Linked DNA regions of Sus scrofa: region 2 is linked to region 1. The links are chromatin contacts, called in public Hi-C maps. All regions are on one chromosome and are shown on one strand. The core of a region is the stretch at or near the end of the contact, and the rest is flanking DNA. Distances in the headings are between cores, read along the strand shown. Region 1 overlaps FAM207A (protein FAM207A). Region 2 overlaps COL18A1 (collagen alpha-1(XVIII) chain).

What was found. A called contact is a pair of places that touch in the nucleus more often than the background predicts.
Region 2: a Hi-C map of embryonic fibroblasts shows a contact between it and region 1, with 5 times the contacts expected there. The contact joins two enhancer-like sites. A contact is called at or near these places in 10 of 47 Hi-C or Micro-C datasets (alveolar macrophages, embryonic fibroblasts, fetal heart ventricle and 6 more).

Annotation. Positions count from the first base shown.
Region 1 is chr13:207,573,584-207,578,190 of Sscrofa11.1, forward strand. The region is part of intron 2 of FAM207A (protein FAM207A); the gene reads left to right. Among named protein-coding and RNA genes, the nearest start is that of FAM207A, 15 kb to the left of the region's middle. Within about 2 kb of position 2,823, at least 17 of the 83 cell types and tissues checked have an H3K27ac peak or open chromatin away from gene starts, as enhancers often do.
Region 2 is chr13:207,922,774-207,927,523 of Sscrofa11.1, forward strand. The region is part of intron 2 of COL18A1 (collagen alpha-1(XVIII) chain); the gene reads left to right. Among named protein-coding and RNA genes, the nearest start is that of COL18A1, 17 kb to the left of the region's middle. Within about 2 kb of position 2,343, at least 20 of the 83 cell types and tissues checked have an H3K27ac peak or open chromatin away from gene starts, as enhancers often do.

The DNA of each region.
Region 1 (4,607 bases), core at 1,573-4,072:
GTTTGGGGCTCTGCCGGTGCGTCTCCCCGTCTGGATGAGCCAGCGCTGCTCGGAGCCGGAGCGTCCCATCCGGGCCGCCCGGGGCGGGGAGTGGGGAGCAGCGCTGGGCATAGCACCTCGCTCTCTGGGGCGGCCCCCGTGCCGCGTGTGCCCGCCAAGCAGCTGGAAGGCAGAGCGTGCGAAGCCCCCTGCCGGGAGCGCCGGGCCCAGGGCAGGGCCGTCGTAAGCAGTGTCCGGGTCCCGGGTGTGATTCCCCGCTTTCCAGCGGCGGCTGGTCGCGAAGCGGTAACTCTTCCCAGGTGTGACTGCATCGGGCGCCTTCCTTGAGGTCCTGGCGTTTGCATCACTGCTGCGGGCTTTCCTTAGCTGCCCCAGGCTCCCCACCCTTCTTTGTGCCTTGAAAACCTGTAGGGCAGGAAGTGGGAGCACGGCAGCCCCCACCTCCTCGGTCCTGAGCTGGGGTGGCCGTCACCTCGCTCTTCTGTGGCGGTCCCTGATGGCAGCGCCCTGGCGAACGCCCGTGGATCTGGGAACCTGTCCTCGTGGGGTCCCTCCGTGTGCAGCGGGCTGAACTCAGTTACCCTCTGCCTTCAGACTGAGCCGGAGGGGCTTTAGCAAATCCCAGGCCACCCAGAGAGCATGGCCCCCCAGAAGGACGTCAGATCTGGGTGTCATGGCCTGAAAACCAGGGGAGAGCGGGGAGGAAGGAAGGGTTTGCGTCCTTTGCGAGATGGTCCGGCGGCTGTGGCCACGCGGTAGAAGGTGCAGCTGAGGACAACGTGTGTGCTGCCCACGGGTCCTTGAGACCACGGTGCACGGGCCACGCGGGGAGGCACTTGGGTGGTCGGGAGGCAGAGGACAGGGGTGGACCAGCCCCCGAAAGGCAGTCCCTCCACCAGAAAAGCTTTTTTTTGGATGTCAAAATGTCGTACTGTAGAGAAATTAGAGTCTTAGCAGGAGGAGAGGCCTGGGCTGGGAGCCCTGCTGGTCTAGGAGCAGGTCTGGCTCCAGTTCTGGTTCCAGCAGGACCTCCGCGCTCCCCCCACCCCCCAGCAGAGCTCGGCCTCGCCCTGAGGGCCTGTGGACTTGGGGAGCTGCACCTGCTCGGGCAGGGAGCCGCCTGTCTGCTCCGCTGCGTCTGCTCCAGGTGGGGGCATGAGGCGACCGGCCGGTCTGGGGCTTGCACCCTGGCTCCTGCGTCCTGCTCTGCGTGAGGTGCCAGCCTGGCAGTTCTGTCGCCAGTTGTGTATTCCTTTGCACTGATGTTGCAGGAAACAAGCCCACTCTGTTCAGATCGGCGCCTGGGGTGTCAGCCAGGACCCGGTGCAGTGCTCCGTCTATGCCTGGGCTGGGCAGTCCCGGCCTTGGCCTCAAGCACAGTCGGGGGTGGAGCGGGCCTGGTTACGGACGCAGGACAGGACCGGAGGAGGGTGGAAGCGGGTGCTCAGGGGCCTCTGGGCGAAGAGGTTGGGGAAGGGCTGCTGGTGAGCAGACCGGCCTGGTCTCAGGGCCGCAGTGGAGACTTTGCTCTGGGGACACCTGCCGCCTTCCTCTCGGGGACTGTGCTCCTCTAGGCCCCCCTCCCCGACCCAAGCAGAGCTCTGGGCTGTGACACGTGCCCCGCCCCGTGTCCCTGCGGCCTGAGCTTCCCCCTGCTGGCAGACCGCCGCGGTTGCCTCTCAATCAGGTGTCGCAGGCAGGCGCTCGGCAGGGGGCAGCAGAGCCGCGTCGCCCAGCCATGCCGACTGTGCTCACAGGCTGGGAGCGCCTCGCCGCGGGGCCTGAGCGCCTTGGCCTCCTGGCCGTGGGGGCAGGCCCCGGGGAGGGTGCCCACGCCTCCAGGGCCTCCTCTCTAGCAGGGCCTGAGCTCTGTGTGCTTGACCAGAGGACTGGAAGACGTGGACCTCTGCTCTGGGCCCGACGCGGGTGGCATGTGGCCCTGCCGTCCTGGAGGGCAGGAAGGGGCCCCACTGCGGGCGGCTGGGCCCTCGGGGGGTTCCTCCTTGCAGCCCCTTGATGGGCTCTTGCTGTGGGCCGTGCAGGAGGGTTTGGCTGCAGCCTGGCTGCGTGAGGAGGTGTGTCTGGAACAGCTCACAGCCCCCAGACCTACTGGTGCCCGAGGCATGGTGAGGTCCACCCCTGTGACACTGCCCTGTCACCTCACCCTCAGCAGAGGTCTGTGTGCAAGCTGACCACCTACCCTGCGACCCACCCCTCACCTGGCCTTTTTTTCTTTTTTAATTCTGGCTGCCCTGTGGCCAGCGGCGTCCCTCAGATCCGGCTGCAGTTGTAGCGCTGTACCAGGGATCGAACCTGTGTCCCAGTGCTCCCGAGACGCCGATCCCGTTGTGCCAAAGCAGGAACTCCCCTCGCCTGGCTTTTGAAAATGCTTTGCCGAAACCCCTTGCGGGGCTCGGGGTTTCAAGCTCTGGTTCACCCCGTGGTGAGCCTTCCTCTGCTCCAGATCCCGACGTTTCCGTGTTGGAACCTGAGGTCAGCAACGCGTCCGCACGGGGCCCCTTTCGCAGGAGCCGGGCCGCTGCCCTGGAGTCTGGAGGAGGGGCCTTGCGTTCCAGGCCAGCTGGGTGACCGGGGACCCCCGAGGGGTCATTACAGGGCCCTCCTCTGTGTTTGACATTTCCGTTAGGGCCACCACGGGGCCAGGCCGTCTTCCTTGGGCTGGATCGGGTGCCTCTTTCCACAGCCCCGGGATGTCCAGAGACAGGACGGAGCGCTGCCGCGGGCAGCTGTCCTGCCCTCACTCAGCCGCTGGGGACACAGGCGCTGCACCCCCCACTGTCTCATTTAAGGCTGTAGCTTTGGCATGGTGGAGGGAGGGCTGTGCCAGGTCCTTGAGGGGTTGGGCTTCTGGAATGTCTGGATACTCTCAGGGTGCCTGGCCCAGTGCCTGCTCCGGCTGTGCCCTTAGGGCAGCGTCTGGCTGCCGCCCTGGCCAGAACGACCCCAGGTCTCAGTGGGACTGACGCTGCCCAACCCCCTGGGCCCCAGGATCACGTGCCGGGTCCTTCCCAGGGGGGCCGCTGGGCAGAGGTCCCCAGCAGAGCAGGAGGGTCCTGAACCCCTCCTTGCATGGATGCGGTGCGCTCACGGTTTGCTCTCTGTCCGTGGTGGTGGTCGTAGACTCTCTCACGGTGATAGAAGGTTGCAGGAGGAGGGGCAGCTTCCTGAACCTTTGGGAGCGCGGCCCCAGGCACCCCGCCTTCCCCCGTCTCCTGCCTCCTTGCTCAGCTCACGCCCCAGACAGGTGCCCCCTCCGCCCACCCCGGCCCCAGAGTGGCACCGCGGCCGTCACCTGGTGGGTGGCTTGGCCCCGTGCCCCCCCCCATTCCCCCCGCCACCCCAGCCGCCCGCTGACTCGGCCCGGGGGACACAGTCCCGGCCCTCGGGGTGGCGGGGCGGGGGGGGCGTTCATGTTGAGCGAGGAGGCGAGGCCGCAGCCGGTGGGGTCGGGGCCTTGGGGAAGGGATTAGGCTCCCAGGGGCTCTACCCGAGGTTCCAAGCTGAGATGCCCGCCGAGCAGGGCCCGGTCTCAGTTCCTCCTGGGCCGCCCTGGGTTGGCCGCAGTCACCCGGGAAACCCGTGGGACCTGCACGGAGCGTGTCCTGGGCTGAAGCCGCCTTATCTCCGGGGAAACCGGGGACGGCCAAGCCAGCGGGCAGCCTGAGGCGGACGCAGTCGCCAAGGCCGGCGTCTCCTGCCCGGCGCCCTCCGCCCGTCACGCGGGCACAGCCCCGCCGAGGCCGCCCCACGAGCGCCCCTTCGTCCACGCCCCACCGCCAGCCTGCGCGCCTGCGCAGAGCGGGGGGGACGGGGGGGCTGCGCAGCAGGCCGCCCTGCCCGGGAGGGAGGGTCCGAGGTCACGCCCGCCATGACGCCCTGAGGAAGCGGAGGCCCGGTCGGGAAGGCGCGGGCACCCCTGGGCTGCTCCGGCCCGTCCTTAGAGAAGGGGCGACCCCGCCCGCCTGGCCTGCAGCTGGCACCCCCGCGCCCCCTCGGGTGTCGCCTTGGCTCCATCCCCCGGGGAGGGGGGCAGTGCTGTAGGCGTGGGACGGCCCGTGGGGTCTGCTCGAGCCCGTGGCTCAGCCCCAGGGCGCGGGCGCCTGGCTGGGACACAGCAGTCCTCCCGGGGGCTGTGCCTGTGGGGGAGGCCCCAGCCGGGCCGGGTTTATGGTGGATCTTACACCCAGTGGCTCCAGCACCCCGCTCTGGCAGCGTGGGCCCAGGCCTCTCTCCGGGCTGTGTGAACAGCCGCCCCTGCCCCATGTCCCCCCACGGTCACCCTCCTGCATGTCTGTGTCCTGATCTCCCCGTCTGTCTCCTAAGGACCTCGTCAGACAGAGTCAGGACCCACCCACGACCCCGTTTATCTTGGCCTCTGTCAGGTCCTCCCCAGACCCTGCACGTTGGCAGGTGCTGGTTTGGCGCGTAGCGAAGGGGTGAGGACAGGCTCCTGGGGAGGGGTCACCAGCACGGAAGGCAGGCCCCCGGGGCTGGAGCTCGGGGAGCGGGGCAGGGGCAGCCTAAGTTCTGATGGCAGAGGTGCGAGGACCGGCGGTGGGCGCGATGAGGGGACAGGACACCTGCCA
Region 2 (4,750 bases), core at 1,093-3,592, 350 kb after region 1:
TTCCTGGATGGTAGATTCTGAGCGGCCAGAGTCCCGCTAGAATCTGGGTTCTGATTTCCGTCTCCAGGGACCTGGCTCGGGCTTGTCTGCGGTCGGCTCCGGGCTCCGGGCCAGGTGCCGCGGGGCCGACGGGGAAGCAGAGAGGGTGCGGCCTGGATGCACAGGCTGGCACCTGGGCGGCGAGCTCACGGCTAAGCAATGAGGCGCAGTGACTCACCGCCTGGGGCCTCCGGGGTCGGCCTCTCCGTGGTGAAGACTGCTTCCCAGCCAGAAGACCCCAGGTCTCCCGAGTCGGAGCCGAGGCGGGCGGATGTGCCCAGGCCACCTCCCCCATGCAGCCCTCCTGACTGCCCCTCCGGTCGCCCTAAGAGCACTTCTGAGGGCTCGCCTCGCCACACTATGTCCCTGGGGGTTCAGGAGTGCATGCGTGAGCGAGGCTGGGGGCTGTGAAGAAGCTCCCGTGGGGGCGGCCTCCCTGCACAGGGCTGAGCAGACTGGGAAGGTGGTGGCCCTTCCCCCGGGGGCTGACAGTGACCCAGGGGCGTGGCCAGGCCTGGACCTGAGGTCGGGAGACTCCAGGATGGCTGTGTCCTTCTCTCTGTCCTGCAGGCTGGGGAACAACCAGGCTCCTTAAGTCCTTATAGGAGTAAAACCCACATAGCCTGAATCTAACCATTTTAAAGGAGGGTTCGGTGACAGTACACCTGCCACGGGATGCCACCATCAGGACGTCGGACGTTCCGCCTGGGAACGACTCCCCGCGGGCGTCGCTCCCCCGCACCCGCCCGGCTCCCACTCAGCTGCTTCCTGCCTCTGGGCTCACCGGCTCGGATGTTTGGGCGGATAGACGCCGCGGTGTGTGTCCCGTGGTCTGGCTTCTCTCACCGACTTCATGTTTTCCAGGCTCAGCCACGAAGTTGAGTGTCTGTGCTTCCTGGCTTATTTCAATGGCTTCCTGATGCTCCGGGGAGGTCCTTTCGCTTGGAAGAGACATTCTCTCTGAAGCCGCGCCGTCTCTGGACTCGGGCTGTGGCTTTCCCTAAACGTGGTCCCCCGTCGTATCCCAAGGTCCTCGTCGTCGGAGTCCTGCGGGAAGGGGTGTGACCAGCATCCCGGGCAGCGGCCTGTCTGCTGACCCTCGGCCGGAATGGAGGGCGCTGCTCTCTGCTCACGCCGCACTCGGGGGAAGGATGGTGGCTGTGCGGGACGAAGGCAGAGCGGGCTGGCAGGAGGCTCCTGGCATGCGGGGCCGGCCCGGGGGTCTGTTCGTTCACGGCGCCCCCCGTCCACTCGTTTGTGCAGCCTCTGCGCCCACAGCAGACTCTGCGGGCTGGAGCTGCCTCCGGGGAGGCTCCTCTTCTCCCCTCCTGTCCCCGGATGGGCTGGAGCACCTTCCTCTGCTTTAGGCTCTGAGCCGAGGACCTGGCCCCGAGCGGTCCCCCAGGATCCTCCGCCTGGTGAGGCGGCCGAGGACAGGGGCAGGTGCATCGCAGAGCCCCACCCACGGCATCTGTCCAGCCTGATGCACTGCTGGGTGTCTCTACCCACTGGCCTGGTTCCCCCATCCGCAGTCTTTTGTGAGCCGTGTCACCACGGCTTTGTGGCCTCTGCTGCTGGTGCCCCCTCCCCTTCTCCCAGGGCCTGGCCCCGGGAGGCTGCCTGTGACCCCCCCCCGACAGCCACCCCCCGTCCCCTCCCTGATCCTAAAGAGGGCCCTGCCACCCTGCTTGTCGCGTCCAGGCAGCTGCCACGTGCAGGGAGCACTGTGGCCATGAAGCGGGGTATGGGCTAGAGTTCTGAGCAGGTGGAACTCTGGTCTCTCTGCTCCCCCTCAGGGCAGGCAGCCACCTGCCTGGGTGCTGGGGAGGGGCACTGGGGCCTGTGCCAGGTGCAGAAGGGGCAGGCCGGGGCGCTCCTGGTGACCCCGGGTCCGGTTACAAAGGCAGATGGAGACAGTGGGTGGGTGGCTGCCTGCGCGGCTGGAAGCCCAGGAATGCGGAGACGCGGTCCTGGCCTCAGGTCTCGTGCTCTGGCGGGTGAATTTGCTTTTACTTCTAGGCAGAGACCACATGGGGAGAACTTTTATGGCCTCAGGCAGAGGCCCCAGCCCGGCCCTTTCGACGAGGCGGCAGGTCAGCGGACACTGGCTGGCTCTGGAAGCCGGGGTCACGAGGCTCTGCCGCCCGGTCACCCACCCAGTGGGTCAGCCGGGCGGCATGGGGACCAAGGCAGGGATCAGAGGAACAGACGGGACCGAGTGGACCCGCAGGGACCCGGGGACTGTCAGGCACTGTCATTTGTCTTCCAGGTGATTTATTTGCAAAGCTGGGGCCTGACACCCCAGAGGGAGGTCACATTCCATTCGCAGCAGCTTATCTGGGCTGTCAGGCAGCCTGGGAGGGGGGCCTGAGACAGAGCAGAGCTCTTGCTGGGGCCCAGGGCTGGGGGCGTTCACAGCCCCCCCAGCGCCTGCTGCACACATGCAGCGACCCATTCTGCCGTGGCCTGGGGGCGGGGAGGGACCCACTGCGCCGTGGAGGCCAGGTGGGGATGGCACGGGTGCGGGAGGAGGCCCATTCTGATGGGGGTTCCCAGGCTGGCCATGTTCTCAGGGCCCCAGGAGTTGGCTGGGCACCTGGCTGAAGCCGACAGGATTCTCGCCGAGATCCCCACGGGGTCCCCGGCTGCCCCTGAGCTTCAGTGTCTGTTACTAGAGACTCTTTCGGACCCTGGCCCAGGACTAGGGCAGCGCCTGCAGGGCCAGGGCTGGGGTGGACTTTGGAGGAAGGGGAGGGGAGAGCCGCCCACGTGGGGCCCGGCTGGCCCTGTGGGGCCCGGCAGGAGGCACGGACAGAGGCCTTGGGGACCCACCGGTCCCGGCACGTTGCTCTCAGGGTCGAGTGGAACAAAGGCTACCAAGGGCCCAGGGGCCTGCTCTGCTTCTCGCCCTGGCCCGGGGGACACGACCACAGGGATGTCCTGCGGGGCTGGAGCCCCAGGGACGGGCAGGCAGGCTGGCGCCAGGACTCTGGGGAGGCCCCTCTTATGAGCCTGGCCGAGAGCTGCCTGCCTGAGGGCTCCCTAGGTGGGCTCTCCCAGGGGGGCTCCCCCAGGGTCCGCTGCAGCCGCCTCCAGGCTCCTGGGCTGCATCCTTCCCCACGGGCCCCGGAGCAGGTCGCCTGTGACCACCCCCCCACGCCCGGGCTCCGTGCTGAGAGGTGTGAGGACGTGATGCAGGGCCGGCTCAGGTGCCCCCCGCCCACGGATGCAGTGTCGCCCTCCCACCGCTCTGTGGGTGGAAACTGCACAGGCTGGCCTGGCCCCTCGGCCCCCGCCCCACCTCCAGAGCGGAGTCCGATGTGCAGTGATGGGCTCCCAAGAAGCCCCCGCGGGCCCGGCCCCCTCCCGCAACGACCGCATGAGAAAAGGCCAGAAGGTTCTAGAGAAAAACAGCAGCGAGCACAGATGTTAATCCTCTTTGAAACTTGACTGAACAGTTTAGCCAAAGAAAATAACAGCAGTTTCGTTTTGAAAGGGGTCACAGACTCTTTGATTTCTTCTGACCTTCCGGGGCTCGGAGCAGAACGTGGAGACAGACGCAGGCTGCGCTTGTCCCATGTCAGTAGGAAGCGCGGCTGAGGGGACGGGGGCGCGGTGTTCCATCTTTCGAATGAGGGAAAAGCCCTGTCTTTTGTAGGTACGTTCTGAACGGACTTTCAAATAACGAGGCGCCTCCCTCCCGCCAGGTGTGCCCGGGGGGCCGTGTGCTTCCCAAGGGAGCTGGGAGCTCAGCGGGAGCCCCGGGCAGTGGGGGCCCCGGGCAGCGGCTGGGCTGCTTCCGGAGGTGTTGGCGGGGGCGCTCAGAGGGCCCGGAACCCCCAGGCCTCTGCAGGCGACCGGGCTGGATGCAGGCTTATCCCACAGACCTGGTCCCAGGCTGTACCCCCGGGAGAGGCCTGTCGGGGAGAGCAGGTTTGCGGTAACTTTGGGGGACCCCACCAGGTCCCATTCTCTGGATGTGTCCTTGTGTTGGTGACCAGCCCTGGACCCGCTCTGTGACTCAGTTTCTCTCACACCTGGGCGGCGGGGAAGGGGGCGTGCGGGGGTGGGCCTGAGGAGGCTGTTGTGGGGGCGCTGGGGGGGGCCGCTGAGGGACAGGGGCCGGCCTCGCCAGGGACCCTGGGGGGCGTGGCAGCCTTTCTGCTCTTTGACCCCGGCCTTGGGGAGCAGGACGCAGGAACCCCCTTGCAGGCACAGGTGTGGGCGCTCCGGGAACCACTGCTCTCAGCTCCGAGACCAGGGCTTCTCCCGTCTGACGGGCCAGGGGTGAGGATGTGTCTGCCCTGAGACAGGCCCAGAGGAGGGGGAGGCGGGTTGGCGGCCCGGCCCTTCTGCCTCGGCCCTTCCCACCCCACACCTTGTGTCTGAGGGGCAGGCTGGCAGCTGGGATGGCGATCGGGGCTCCGCCTCATCCTGCCCAGAGGTCCTGGAGGGTCCTGGCCTCTGGACCCCAGCAGGCCGCCCATCTCTGGGCAGCGCTGGCCTTGCCCTGGTGTGGGCCGTCCTGACCTTGACCTGTGTGGGCTGACCCCGGGGCCTTTGAGCAGCCGTCTAGACAGATGGAGGCTGTGCTGGTCTGTGGGACACGGACAGGCTGCAGGTTAAGGTCCTGTCGGGTGGGGTGGGGTGAGTCGGGCAGGCAGGGTCCAGCCCCAGAGGTTTTCTGGGGACACGCGGGGCGTCGGGGTGC